Regions from separate parts of the Sus scrofa genome. Here region 2 is linked to region 1. A link is a contact called in public HiChIP or PLAC-seq data. All regions are on one chromosome and are shown on one strand. Each heading gives the region's core, a stretch centred on a gene start, on an enhancer-like site or on the middle of the called end of the contact. The rest is flanking DNA. Distances are from core to core; before and after follow the strand shown.

Region 1 (5,913 bases), core at 2,768-5,267:
TATTTAACAATTTACCTAATCTATTCAAATTCACACAACTAAATTTTTTTATATTAGACTCAATCTATCTGATATTTCTGTTGGTTTATGGTATAACATGGTGGTATTTGGGATGGGAAGAATCTGACTTAATTGTCTTCTCCAAATAGTCAACCATTGATTGATTAGTTTAAAAAATATTTCTTTCCACATTGGTTTTTAAATGCCTCATTTGTTACACACCAAATATTCAAATTGAAATTGCAGTCTCCTGTCTGTCTTTGCATAAGCACCACATTGTTCTAATTACCATAGATCAACAACCTATTTAGATATCTATCTGGTAATGCCAGCCTCTTAATTTTATAAAGTGAGTCACCTGGTCAATTCTCAGAGAAATTTCATTGGCTTTTGGGATGTAATTTTATTAAACTTAGGCACTAAGCATATGGAAATAAAATACTGTTTTCCATTATTTTTCCTAACTGGTTATTTCTATTTGACAAGGAAATTTTGTTTGGCTAGAATTTTTAAGTGTATGCATATGGATTTACACACATTTTTCTCATATTTTTAAACTAGCCATATCTAAAGTAATAGGTTATTCCATTTCTAGGCCTGTAGAGTAATAAAAATATTTTATTAGGCTTTTCAGATATTTTTTTGGTTTTTTTAAGATTTGGATTTATTTGCCAATTCTGCTCTTTAATTAATTTATTTTGATTTCTATCTCTTTGGCCTTCGTAGGAGTAGGACCTCATGAAAAAGAAAACTTTATTCCATGGTATTTTAAACCCAAATACAAATGTCACAGAGACACTGCTCTTTCCTATTTTAAACACTCTCAATGCTATACATTTCCTAATGATGTTTTATAATTATACATGTATTGGGGTGACTGGCTAATTTGTGTCTCTCTCATAAAACTACCCATACCAAGAGGGCAGAAATCACATATGCATTCCTTACCACTGAACACACAGGGCCTAAAGTGAGTGGCTGGCAACAACTATGCATTAACGGAATGAGTAAAAAATAAGACCAGAATGAGAGGTACAACCTTGCCCTTTTCCCTTTTCTTGGAGCCCACTGTTCAACATCCTGCAGAGCACTTACCAGCCCCATAAGCAGCCGCTGGTGGTTGTCTTCCTCTTGGAAGAGGGGTGTTAACCTTGGCTCTGAAATGAAGCGGAGCAATAGTCAAGCAGGGTGGTTTTCAGGAAATGGGCTGGAAGGATGAGTCATCAGCCTGAGTTCCCTTCTCTAAGTCGCTGGGAAAACACAGCACTTCCTTGATGGGATGGAAATCTTGCCATGCACTGTGAACTAGTCCTGCAGGCTGGAACTTAGCACTCAGGTGAGAGCTGTGAGCCAGAGAGGTGGGGGCTGGGAGCCAGAGAGGTGGGGGCTGGGAAAGAAAGAGAACAAGGAACACATTCCCAACTCCAAGACTCCCTGGCTTTGACTTCTCTTCAGTGTGAAAACTCACTTCTAAGCATTGCTGCGTCACCAGAGACTGAAGGACGCAGGCCCTCTCTTAACCCAGGAACAGGAACTTGGTGGAAGGGCTGCTTGAGTCCCTTCTTTCTGACCCCAGTCATAGTTGATTGAGTTACCGAGGTGAGGGGACCGGTCAATTACTGCGGCAAATGATAACTGGCACAAGGTAATTGAAAAACTAGCTAGATCGGGATGGAAAAGAGACATGGAAGGTTACATCAGATGGTGCTTTCTGCACCATGATGTGTACGGCACAGGCGAGACTGGAGGGGCAAACCATGTGTCTTTGAAGATCTGCCCTGGCCTCCCTGACAGAACCTTCGTGCCCATCTTCCTCTCCCAGAACCCAAGCCCCAGCACGGGTCAAGAGGGCAGAACTGCTTCTGCACCCCTTGGGATAAATCCTGTCTGGATCCTACCCGACCTGCCTGATTAAGATGAAACAATACAAAACTAGAGCCCAGCAGCCCTGAATCACACAGAGAATGTTCTGTTTTCTGACACTGATGACATTCTTTCTAGGGAACTAGCACAAGCAAAGCCCGTGAGAGGAAGGGCCAAGTTCCCTGAAGTGCAACAAGAGAGAATGACTAGTGATAGGATGCAAATGGGCCTAAAGTTCAGGAGCAGAAGGAGCTCTGACAGGACACAGGAACAGAGGACACACGGAAGCCCTGGCCAGACCAGCCACACTTCCCATGTTGCAAGTCCCCCATCAGTGCAAGGGGGGAGCCTGAATCCCACACGTTCATGTGTGCCTGGCCTACTGCTCCTGCCTGGTGCTGGTGGAAGACCCGGGGCTTCAGGCCTAATGGCTTGGTCCCCTGGGGCTGCTCAGTGAAGTCACAGCTCACAGGGCCATGCGCACAGCTACAGGATATGAGCCAATGCACTGTACAAAATCATTTCCTCTGGGGTCACCCTGCATGTACCTCAGTGGCCAAGGCTGTAACATGGAAGTGGGGTATAAAAACAACAGCTCTTTTTTTTTAACAGAAGCTGACCTTTAGGAGGTGTGAAAGAGTTCCACTGACAAAACCACAGAAAAGCCTGTGTGTGCATATGCTGAGCATCCTCTTCCCCTGGTTTCCCTCAGCTGAGTCCCCCTTGTTTGTCAAGACTTGGCTTCCACATCACCCTCTCTGAGAAGCCTTTTCCAACCACTGTCCCTACTCCCCACAAGCCCTCACCCCTGCAGCCTGCAGCTGCACAATGCCAGCCCTCTAGTTTAGAAGCTGTGTGTTAGCATTGCTTCCTCACATGCTAAAGATAAAGCAGCCCCCTAGGGCATCCCAGCACCAAGCCAGGGACTGGGCCCTACAAACATTTCCTCTCATTTTCTTCCCACCCTTGCCCTGGGAAGGACAACACACAAAATGAATAAATGGCTTGCCTGGGAGTACAGAGTCAACATGTGGCCAAGCTGGAGCCCAGTTCTGTCTGCTTTGAAGCCATGCTCCTCCCTCATAACCACACTGCTTGTCTAGAGGCCCCTCGTCTTCGCACCCCATGACCTAGCCTCCTACCCCCGTGAGCTAATAACCCAAATGAAAGGACCATGCAAGTCAAAGACCCTTCCCTCATCAGACAGCTGGAGAGAAAGCAGCCTTAAGCCGAGGGAAGTATACTATTCAGGTACAGCAGAGGGCATGTTAATTAGATCAGCTCTATGAGGAAATGTAAGGAAAATCAACAGTGGACTTGTATTTGCCAAGGACGTGGCAGGGTGCAGAGGGATGGCCAGGGAGTTTGCAGTTAGTAGATGCAAACTATTACATTTAGAATGGATAAGCAATGAGGTTCTACTCTATGTACAGAACAGGGAAGTATGTCCAATTTCTTGGGATAGAAAATGATGGAAGATAGTATGAAAAAAGAATATATATATTTTTTCATATTATTACAAGGTCACTTTGCTGTACAGCAGAAATGGAAGGAACATGGTAAATACTTTAATTTAAAAATTTTTAAAAAGAAAAGAAAACAAACAGTCAAAGACTCCTCTGGCAAAGGCACGTTCAGCGGCTGTCCCCAAAGGACCTGATGCCAAGAGAGGCGTGAAAGGAGCTGGGTGACCATTCTGATGGGAAGATAGGAAAGGGTGCTATTGGAAGTGATTTCCCTGCCAACCCACAGTGGGAGGGAGAACCATGTTACAAACAAAATATGGTATGAAACCCAGAAGGCTTCATTACAGGTCTTTTCTTACCCGCACTCCTTGCTTCTAGGTTAGAAATCACCCTACAAAGAAATTAGCCAATGTTATTCACACAGGAAGCATTATTTAAAAGAAAAAAAAAGCCACAATACCATACAGAGACAATGTCCTTTAAAAGCCCATAAAACCACTGCAGAAACTGTTTTCGGGCTGTTGCAAACCTCAAAAACTTTAATCAACTTGGCAAAAGCCACATTAGGCAATTATAAAATCTCATAAGTCTTTAGTGCAAACAATGACAATAACGTAGAACAATTGCGGCACTCAGTTATTGGAAATAATGGGAACAGAAAATAGAACAGGAATTGGAACGGAGCCTATGCTTGTAAGCACTCCGAGATGACTCATCTACCCAGAAAATACACTTTCAAAACAAGAGCAGGCTCACCAGCCCACTAACACTTTTTAAAAATCAAACCACTGTTTGTACCCACCCCTAACATGCTCAGTTAATAAACGCTTTCTTTACCACTTTTTCCTACTAAGTCATCCACCCCCAGGATGTGAATCTAAAAAGTTTAACACATAAACTTTTCCCACTAGAAACTGCAGCTCCAAACTCAAGACTAGGGTGCAGGTGGCTGCATTCCTAAGCAGACAGCATCATCTTGCTAAGGTTACACAACACAAGTAAACTATTTTCCTGAGTTAACTGTAAAAGATAGCTATCTTACAGCTAAACTAATCCCTCGTTTTACTTACTTCATTGCATTATCAAGAATATTTCTCACATACACCATCGACCTTCTTTTTCTTGTTTTCTACAAATGAGGACACATCAGAGGTGTGGAAGTTGAAATTTTGTGGGTGACATTTTACACACGGAGTCATAATGCAGTAAGAGTTAAGAGTTCAGAAAAAGAGATACTTTCCAGGTAATCAGAACACCTAGATTCTTTAAAAATACTAGTAAAAAAAAAAAATCAGTTTTTGGAGTTCCTGTTGTGGCTCAAAGGTTAGCAAACCCAACTAGCATCCGTGAGGACTCGAATTCGATCCCTGGCCTTGCTCAGTGGGTTAAGGATCCTGCATTGCCTTGAGCTGTAGTGTAGGTTGCAGATGTGGCTTGGATGGATCTGGTATTGCTGTGGCTGTGGCGCAGGCCGGCAGCTGTTAGCTCCCATTGGACCCCTAGGCTGGGAACCTCCAGATGCCATGGGTGCAGCCCTAAAAAGACAACCCCCCCCCCCCAAAAAAAAAGTTTTATTCTGAAACCATTACATATCTCCAAGGAGTTAAAAGTCACCTATATATTATGTACAATAACACCACAACTATATCAACAATGCTACTTAGAGAGTTCACGTACCCTCCCCCACCCCAGTGTTTACATCTCATATAAATAACTATAGTGCAACACCAAAATCAGGAACATGGCACTGGTACATTGAGTGTGTACTTCTGCCACACTTTGAACACATGCATAAATTCACATACCACGAGGTACCACCCAATCAAGACACACAACAGCTCCATCACCTCGAAGATCTCCCCTTGCCTACCCTTTACAGGGGTCACAGTCACTCTTCTGCTTTTCAACCATCCCACATGCCCAGCAGCCACTAATTTGGGAACACTTGGATTTGTTTAAATCAATTTATCATGGAGTAATGCAAGAAAACAGGTCAGTCCTGCTTTTTCTATGGACATGCCATGTGTGTCTCTTAAACTCTTTGCATTGCGTTTCCTCTTCAAGAGGAGAGAGATCAGAGAAGCACCTTGGTCAGCCTACCGGACGTTAGCAGCACCCATCAACAGCGCCTGGCAGCTGGGGAGAGCGCTGTGGACAAAGCTAGCCTTGTGACCTCAGGGCATCATCTGACCTTTATCCACTAAGTTTCTGCTTCTAGCTTTGCTCTCAGGAACCCACACGTACCTCTTCCGAGATCAGGCTGAGCCACTCTCTCCTGACCATGCTGTTGTTATAGTGTAAGTGTGGCTTGGAGTACTTAACATATTCCAGGTTGGCATTCAGTTTTTCCCAGTAGCCCTTAAAGCTGTGCACCTGCGGGAGACAAACACACCAAGAGCTTGAGAAGCAGGTCCTGTGGCCCAAACTACCTGCTTGGGCCATGCAGGCCTTGCAGCCAAGCTGGGCTCACCTCACAGCCTCAGCTCTCGTGAGGCAGCATTTCTGAGTGAATACTTCCTACAGTGGATGGCATCCTTGTCCCAAGAGGAATTCTAAAATAGAGAGGCTCAAGGAGTCTTGCCTC
Region 2 (5,980 bases), core at 1,516-4,015, 82 kb before region 1:
TGAGCCTAACAGCCTAGGTGTAATACATTGTGCATTCATTGAATTGGTGGGGCAGACTGTGCTCCTTTTAGAAAAAGGGCAGTCTCTTTTATTACTTCTGCAAGTCAGTCTCTGCTAAATGCCAATTGATTGTTGGAATGTTGGAATATGAATCCAGTGTAATCAAATATAATAATTTTTCAAGAGAAGCTGAAAAATTCAGTTTTTTATGGCAAAATTTGCCAATTTTTAAAATCTTACCAGCTAATTTTCTAACTTAAAAAATTGTGCATACTAAAAACATCTGCAGACTTTTACTATTCACTGCTGGTTTGGAGTCTGGAGTGAAGTACACTATTGTGACATGAATTAAGGTCTATCTTATATATTTGAAGAGATATAGGTAATGTCTTACCTTCCTTTCCTGACAAATAAATATGTAGAAGTAGTTACACATCCTTAAATCATTACAGCCTATCAGGAATAACTGGAAATGTGGCATTTCCATGCAATTAGGCTATTTATTTTTGCCAGAAAGCACATTAAAATATTTTGTAATCACTGACTTAGTGAACTAGAAACAGCTGTGTTTGGTAGAATGTTAGAATCTATTTTTTAAAGGTTTTTTTTTTCATTTCTTCTCATTTTACTTTGGGTATCAACGTTTATATCAAGTGAAAAAAAGTTAAGATTACACTTGGTGATATTATATGGTTTTCTATCTTTTTTCCAAAACTAAAACAAGCTAAATAAAAAAAAAGAACCATATCTCCAAATATCATAAAAACCAGTTTTCTTGGAAAACTGTATTAATTTCTGAAAATTCCACCCATTTCTGAGGAAATTCCAAAATAATCTGTTATCAAATTGCAATAGGTAATCACTATCCATCTGTTACCACTAAATTATAGTATTTCTAGAAATTTCTAAGGTGACTAAATTGGTTCCTATTAGTACCTAAACGAAAAGATTCTGAGGATCTAACTTTTAACATATTATAATACCGATTTGGTTATTAAAAATTCTATTATCTTGCCTTTTAAAGAGTTTTTGTTAGGATATTGGATTTTATGATTTATTCATAGATTTGCATCTCTCAGATGCTTAAGTTTGACTCTCCAGTCTACTGACATTATTTATACTGAGTAATTATGGACAGAGTTACGCATCCTTGGAGGTAGATCATGATGAGTTGAGGACTTTTCTGGGTGGCAAGCTGTCAGGACAAAGTGTGACAATTTTTCTATTCATAGGCTTAAGGCTTATATTTTTATTCCAACCTGTATGGAGAATGTGTATTCCTCATAAAATCAACCATTCCATAAATCTTCTACAATAAATGCTAAGTGTATGTCCTCTTACCTTTATAGTAAGGGGCCCACACGCACATACACACACATACACCCTTCAGGCTGCTGGTGTTCTTTCTAGACTGACTTCTTTACAGTCTTTCAGCGATATCCTTGATCCTTTTGGTCCAATTCACATGCGTACACTGAGAGACAAAGTTATACATTGAGATATCCTTCCGTGGTATGCCAAACTTTCATGCCACACCCCTTCTTCAGACATGTGCTGAGCACCTGTTATTGCCATGTCCTATACTACGTTCTTGGGGCGCCAAAATGATCCCCAACTTAGGAGAGCTTCCCACCTCATAGATACACACCTTAGCATGATTTCAACCTAACAAGATAAGTACTCTAATTGAGGAATGTGTGAGATAATTATGGCCTCATTGATTAAATACTTTTGAGCCACTTGGGTGTCAAGCACTGTTCTAGATGCTCAGGATATATCAAGTGAATAAGAGAGCCAAGGATATTCCGCCCTAATTGAAACATTTGGACAATACACCAGGTTATAAAGATTGGCCTCTATTTTCATGGTTAATTATTTTGCTGAACCAAATTGTATAGCTTCTGCACACTAAAAGTAAACACCCAAAAATGAAACTGCAAAACCAGTTTCACTTACAGTAGAATCAAACAGAATAAAATACTTTGGAATATATTTAACCAAAACTAAAGGGCTTGTCCAAATATGCAGCCAGGATTTACAGCCCCTTATCAGAGGATTAGCAAGAGTGGAACTCATACATCCTCCTCTTCTGTTTCCAAGTTTCCATTTTCGGTGTCATGGGGAAGTACAAGCTGAAACTTGGGGGTTTTGTTCTTTTTCAAAGATCACTTCTTCGATTAGCAGTGAAAAGCTTCACTATCTGTCACGATCCCCCTGCTAGAAGGGGAAGTGGCAGCGCCGCCCCCGCGCACACACACACACACACACACACTGCTGGCACCCGGGCTTCCCAGATGCCTCTCAGCTAAATGAATTGTTATTTATGAATAATGGGAAGAACCCTCTGGGCAGAAGCATCTTCAAAGCAGGAAGGTGGGCACCAGAGGCCCCAAGTTTCTTTGTTGTGGGAAGTGTCTATGTCCTTTTTCTGGAACCTCCCAGCCCAGAGCAGGGGGCGCCAGTGGAGACGGCCAGTGCTCTCAGCACAAAGAGGAGCCCGAAGAAGGGTGGGCAGGTGCAGCAGCGGGGAGATCGGCCAGGTCCAGGGATCAAGGACCCAGCCCGCCCTGCTCTAGGCTCCCCCCCATTTACAGCGACAGCGCCTCAGGCACAGGGCAGGGGCCTCGGTCTGTGGTCTGTGATCGGTGTAGTGAAAAGATCTATACAGTTGACTGTGTTCCTAACTCTTGCCTGTGAGAGCTGCTCTGGTCTCTAAGGCCCCCACCCGGCCCTCCGCAGCTCCTTGAGGTCTGTAAAGGTGACCTAGAGGTGGGGCCGATGCGGGTGAGGAACCGAAAGCCGATTGGTCAGAGTCAGCAGCAGGCAACAGAGTTCTTTGCGGGGCCCACGCCACTCGGGCCCCCCACTCATACTCTACTGGTTCCTGTTTTTGTGACTTTAGTCATTCGTGGTTTGAACCCGGCTCTGTTTCCATACTCCACTATGTTCTGACCTCGTATAAACAGACTCCTCAGGACTCTGGCCCAGTTAGCTTTTCTGCTCTTAACCATTCGTTCCCCTTTGAAGTTCAGAAAGAGGCATCTGGGTTTTAATCTGGCTCATTTCCTGCCTCCTGGGCTCACAGCCACCCCAACCTGCTATCATATTTTTCCCATGATCTTTGGAAATGGTCTGGGATGGAGGGTGGAAATCATTTAATCAAAGGATAAATGATTGTGAAAATTCCAAGCAATGGCAGATTCACTGGGACAAATGTGAGTGTTTTAAAGGAATGTCACTCATTAGCATCTAAGTGCTCAGACATGCTTTTTATTTATTTGGCTGTGTGTGTTATCTTCAAATTATTGTAAGAACTTTGAAGTCTTACCCAGAGCTAAGCACCTGCATTGCTTACCACAGTGTCCATTGCATCTGACACCCTAATTCTGGGAGGCCCCATTTGCCAGTTGCGGCCTCCCCCTTGCATTCCTGTGGTCGGCCACCAAAGGAGGAACAAGACAGCTGTGGGAAACAGCCCCAGATGTCCCTGCTTATCCTGTGAGCCTTGCCAACCACGCAGAAGGGAGAAGGGAAGCTATGGGTGAGGCAGCCAGTTTTGTGTGGCCCATTCTCTGCTCTTTCAAGTTTCATGTTCAGGCTAAATTACCTTATTCTTTTCCTCTTTTTCCACCTGCTTTCTCTGATGGGTAATTTAGAATTGAAGTGAGTGAATGAACAAGAGTTCTTCCAGCTACATCACTGGTTTTAAGATAAGCTTAAATGAAGACAATTTAAAGAGTATCACCAAGTGCTTATACTAGATTATGTGCTGAGGCTGGGGGACGAAGACAGCAGGATTCCTGTTATCGAGGCGGACACAGCCTCATGGGGAAGACATATTTAGACTTACGTTGATAATAGGATACAATGGGCACAAAAATAGATGCATCTAAAAACATAGGCGCAATAGAGAGAAAGAAGTAATTCCACCTTAGATGGCTCTTGAATGAGCCGCAGGTGGTGACCACTGAGATGTTTTAAAGGAAGAGTAAGAGTTCTCCAAGTGGACAGGAGACAGAAACTGAAGCCGGGGCAATATAACAGGTTAAGATGTGGTATAGAACTGTATTCGTTTTCTATTGTTCTCCTTACAAATCACCACAACTTTGGTGGCTTAAACAACACAAATCTATTATAGCTCTGAAATTCAGAAGTCCAGTGTGGGTCTCCCTGGGCTAAAATCCAGGTGTTGACAGGACTGCATTCTTTTCTAGGGGCTCTAGGGGAATATCTGGTTCTTTTCCTCTTCCGACCTCTAAAGTCTGCCCATATTTCTTGTCTTGAGAGCCTCTGACCAAGTCCTTCTCAAACTTCAATCTTTCCTTCTTCCGTTTCATCTCTCTTAACATCTTTCTTAACAAGAAATAGTCTCTGCTTTAAAGGACTCATGTGATGAGACTGGGCCCAGCCCGATAACCCACAATAATCTCGTCACCTTAAGGTCCGTATCTGCAAAGTCCCTTTTGCCATATAAAGTACCACATCTACACAAAACAAGGATCAGAATGTGGACATCTTGGGCGGTACCAGAAGGGGATCATTCTGTCTACCACCACAGGAGGTATTATAGAACTGATACAGTCACAGCAGGTGTAGAAAGAAAAGAGACAGGCTTGGAGAGGGTGGCAGATAATAAAGTCCTTTGTATGCCATTTTAAGGGACCTAGACTTAATCCTGAAGGTGACAGGATCCTCTGAAGGATTTTAATTGTGTGTGTGTGTGTGTGTGTGTGTGTGTGTGTTTGAGAAAGATCAATACAAGTCCTTATTTATTTGTTTTCTTTCTTTTTGGAGTCGCTCCTGTGGCATATGGAAATTCCCAGACTAGGGGACAAATCGGAGCTGCAGCTGCCAGTCTACACCACAGCCATGGCTACACCAGATCCAAGCCACATCTGCAACATACTGCACAGCTTGCGGCAATGCTGGATCCTTAACACACTGAGCAAGGCCAGGGATCATACCCACATCCTCACGGACAATACATCAGGTTCTTAATCCACTGGGACACAATGAGAACTCCTGAAAATTATGCTTTAGATAGAGCACTCTGCTGGCAGCATAAAGGACAGATTCAAGGGAACACAACTTGAAGTCAGGGAAAGTGCTTACTTATCTATTGCCACATTCTCAATAGGAAGTGATGAAGGCTTGTGTATAACACTATGTAGATTCTGTTTATTCTATGAAACTGTCTGACAATATCTAGTTCAACAGAACCTGTGCACGAAATGCTCCATAACGTCAAAGATCTCTCTAAAAAATGGTCACCTTTACATTGATATCATATCATTTAAGCAAACCATTGCATGTGTTCCAGGATTGGGTGAAGATTGTTCTCTAACCCTAATTCCCATAGTCTTGAATGGCCCTGGCCCTGTTACAGTCCTAGCTTGTCCACTAACAGTAGCCTGCAGACTCCTCTCTTTGGGTATCATCAGCAGGTAGGGAGGTTGTAGTTCGGAGGTAGGAGGTAGTTCAAACTAAAGACAGTGAATAATTTTTAAAAATAAAAAAGTAATGAAAAAATCCTGGGCAACACCAAGTTTCAAAAGGAGGACCAGAGGGAAAAACAGAAAAGTAAGGAAAGAACAAGGAGACCATACGTCATAGGAATCAGAGGAGGAGAGAGTTCAAGAAATAATGAACTGTAAAAAGTCAATCATACTAAATGCCATAAAATTATAAAGTATGATAAGGAGAGAGAGATGTTCTTTGAATTTAATAATTAAGAGGTCACTGGGGCTCCACATCTAATGAATATGAAGTAACAGAAACCAGATTTACCCTCCTACCTTAAACAACTGAAAAATGGATCAAATTAGATGAAACAGTGGTTTTTAGACTTTGAACAACAACACAGGACAGTGATCCTTAGCAACAGGAAATAACTGGTTGAGGACTAGAACCGCCCAATTTACTACTTAGAGAGGGTTTCCCAGTGATAGTACAGGGAAGGGAATCCAAACAGAGCCAGGTG

The links. HiChIP or PLAC-seq counts read pairs in DNA pulled down with a chosen protein or histone mark.
Region 2: an H3K27ac HiChIP or PLAC-seq map of alveolar macrophages shows a contact between it and region 1. The contact joins two enhancer-like sites. A contact is called at or near these places in 2 of 47 Hi-C or Micro-C datasets (epiblast stem cells and subcutaneous adipose tissue) and 1 of 2 datasets of contacts at active chromatin or transcription factors (alveolar macrophages).

Annotation. Positions count from the first base shown.
Region 1 is chr9:102,763,580-102,769,492 of Sscrofa11.1, reverse strand. It overlaps GSAP (gamma-secretase-activating protein), which reads right to left. Exons shown (of 32, transcript XM_021102559.1): 21 at 5,574-5,702; 22 at 4,400-4,458; 23 at 3,689-3,720; 24 at 1,096-1,157. Among named protein-coding and RNA genes, the nearest start is that of GSAP, 72 kb to the right of the region's middle. Within about 2 kb of position 4,017, at least 28 of the 83 cell types and tissues checked have an H3K27ac peak or open chromatin away from gene starts, as enhancers often do. A contact at or near this core is called in alveolar macrophages and subcutaneous adipose tissue, where this site is marked.
Region 2 is chr9:102,844,541-102,850,520 of Sscrofa11.1, reverse strand. All of the region lies in intron 2 of CCDC146 (coiled-coil domain-containing protein 146), which reads left to right. Among named protein-coding and RNA genes, the nearest start is that of FGL2, 22 kb to the left of the region's middle. Within about 2 kb of position 2,765, at least 38 of the 83 cell types and tissues checked have an H3K27ac peak or open chromatin away from gene starts, as enhancers often do. A contact at or near this core is called in alveolar macrophages and subcutaneous adipose tissue, where this site is marked.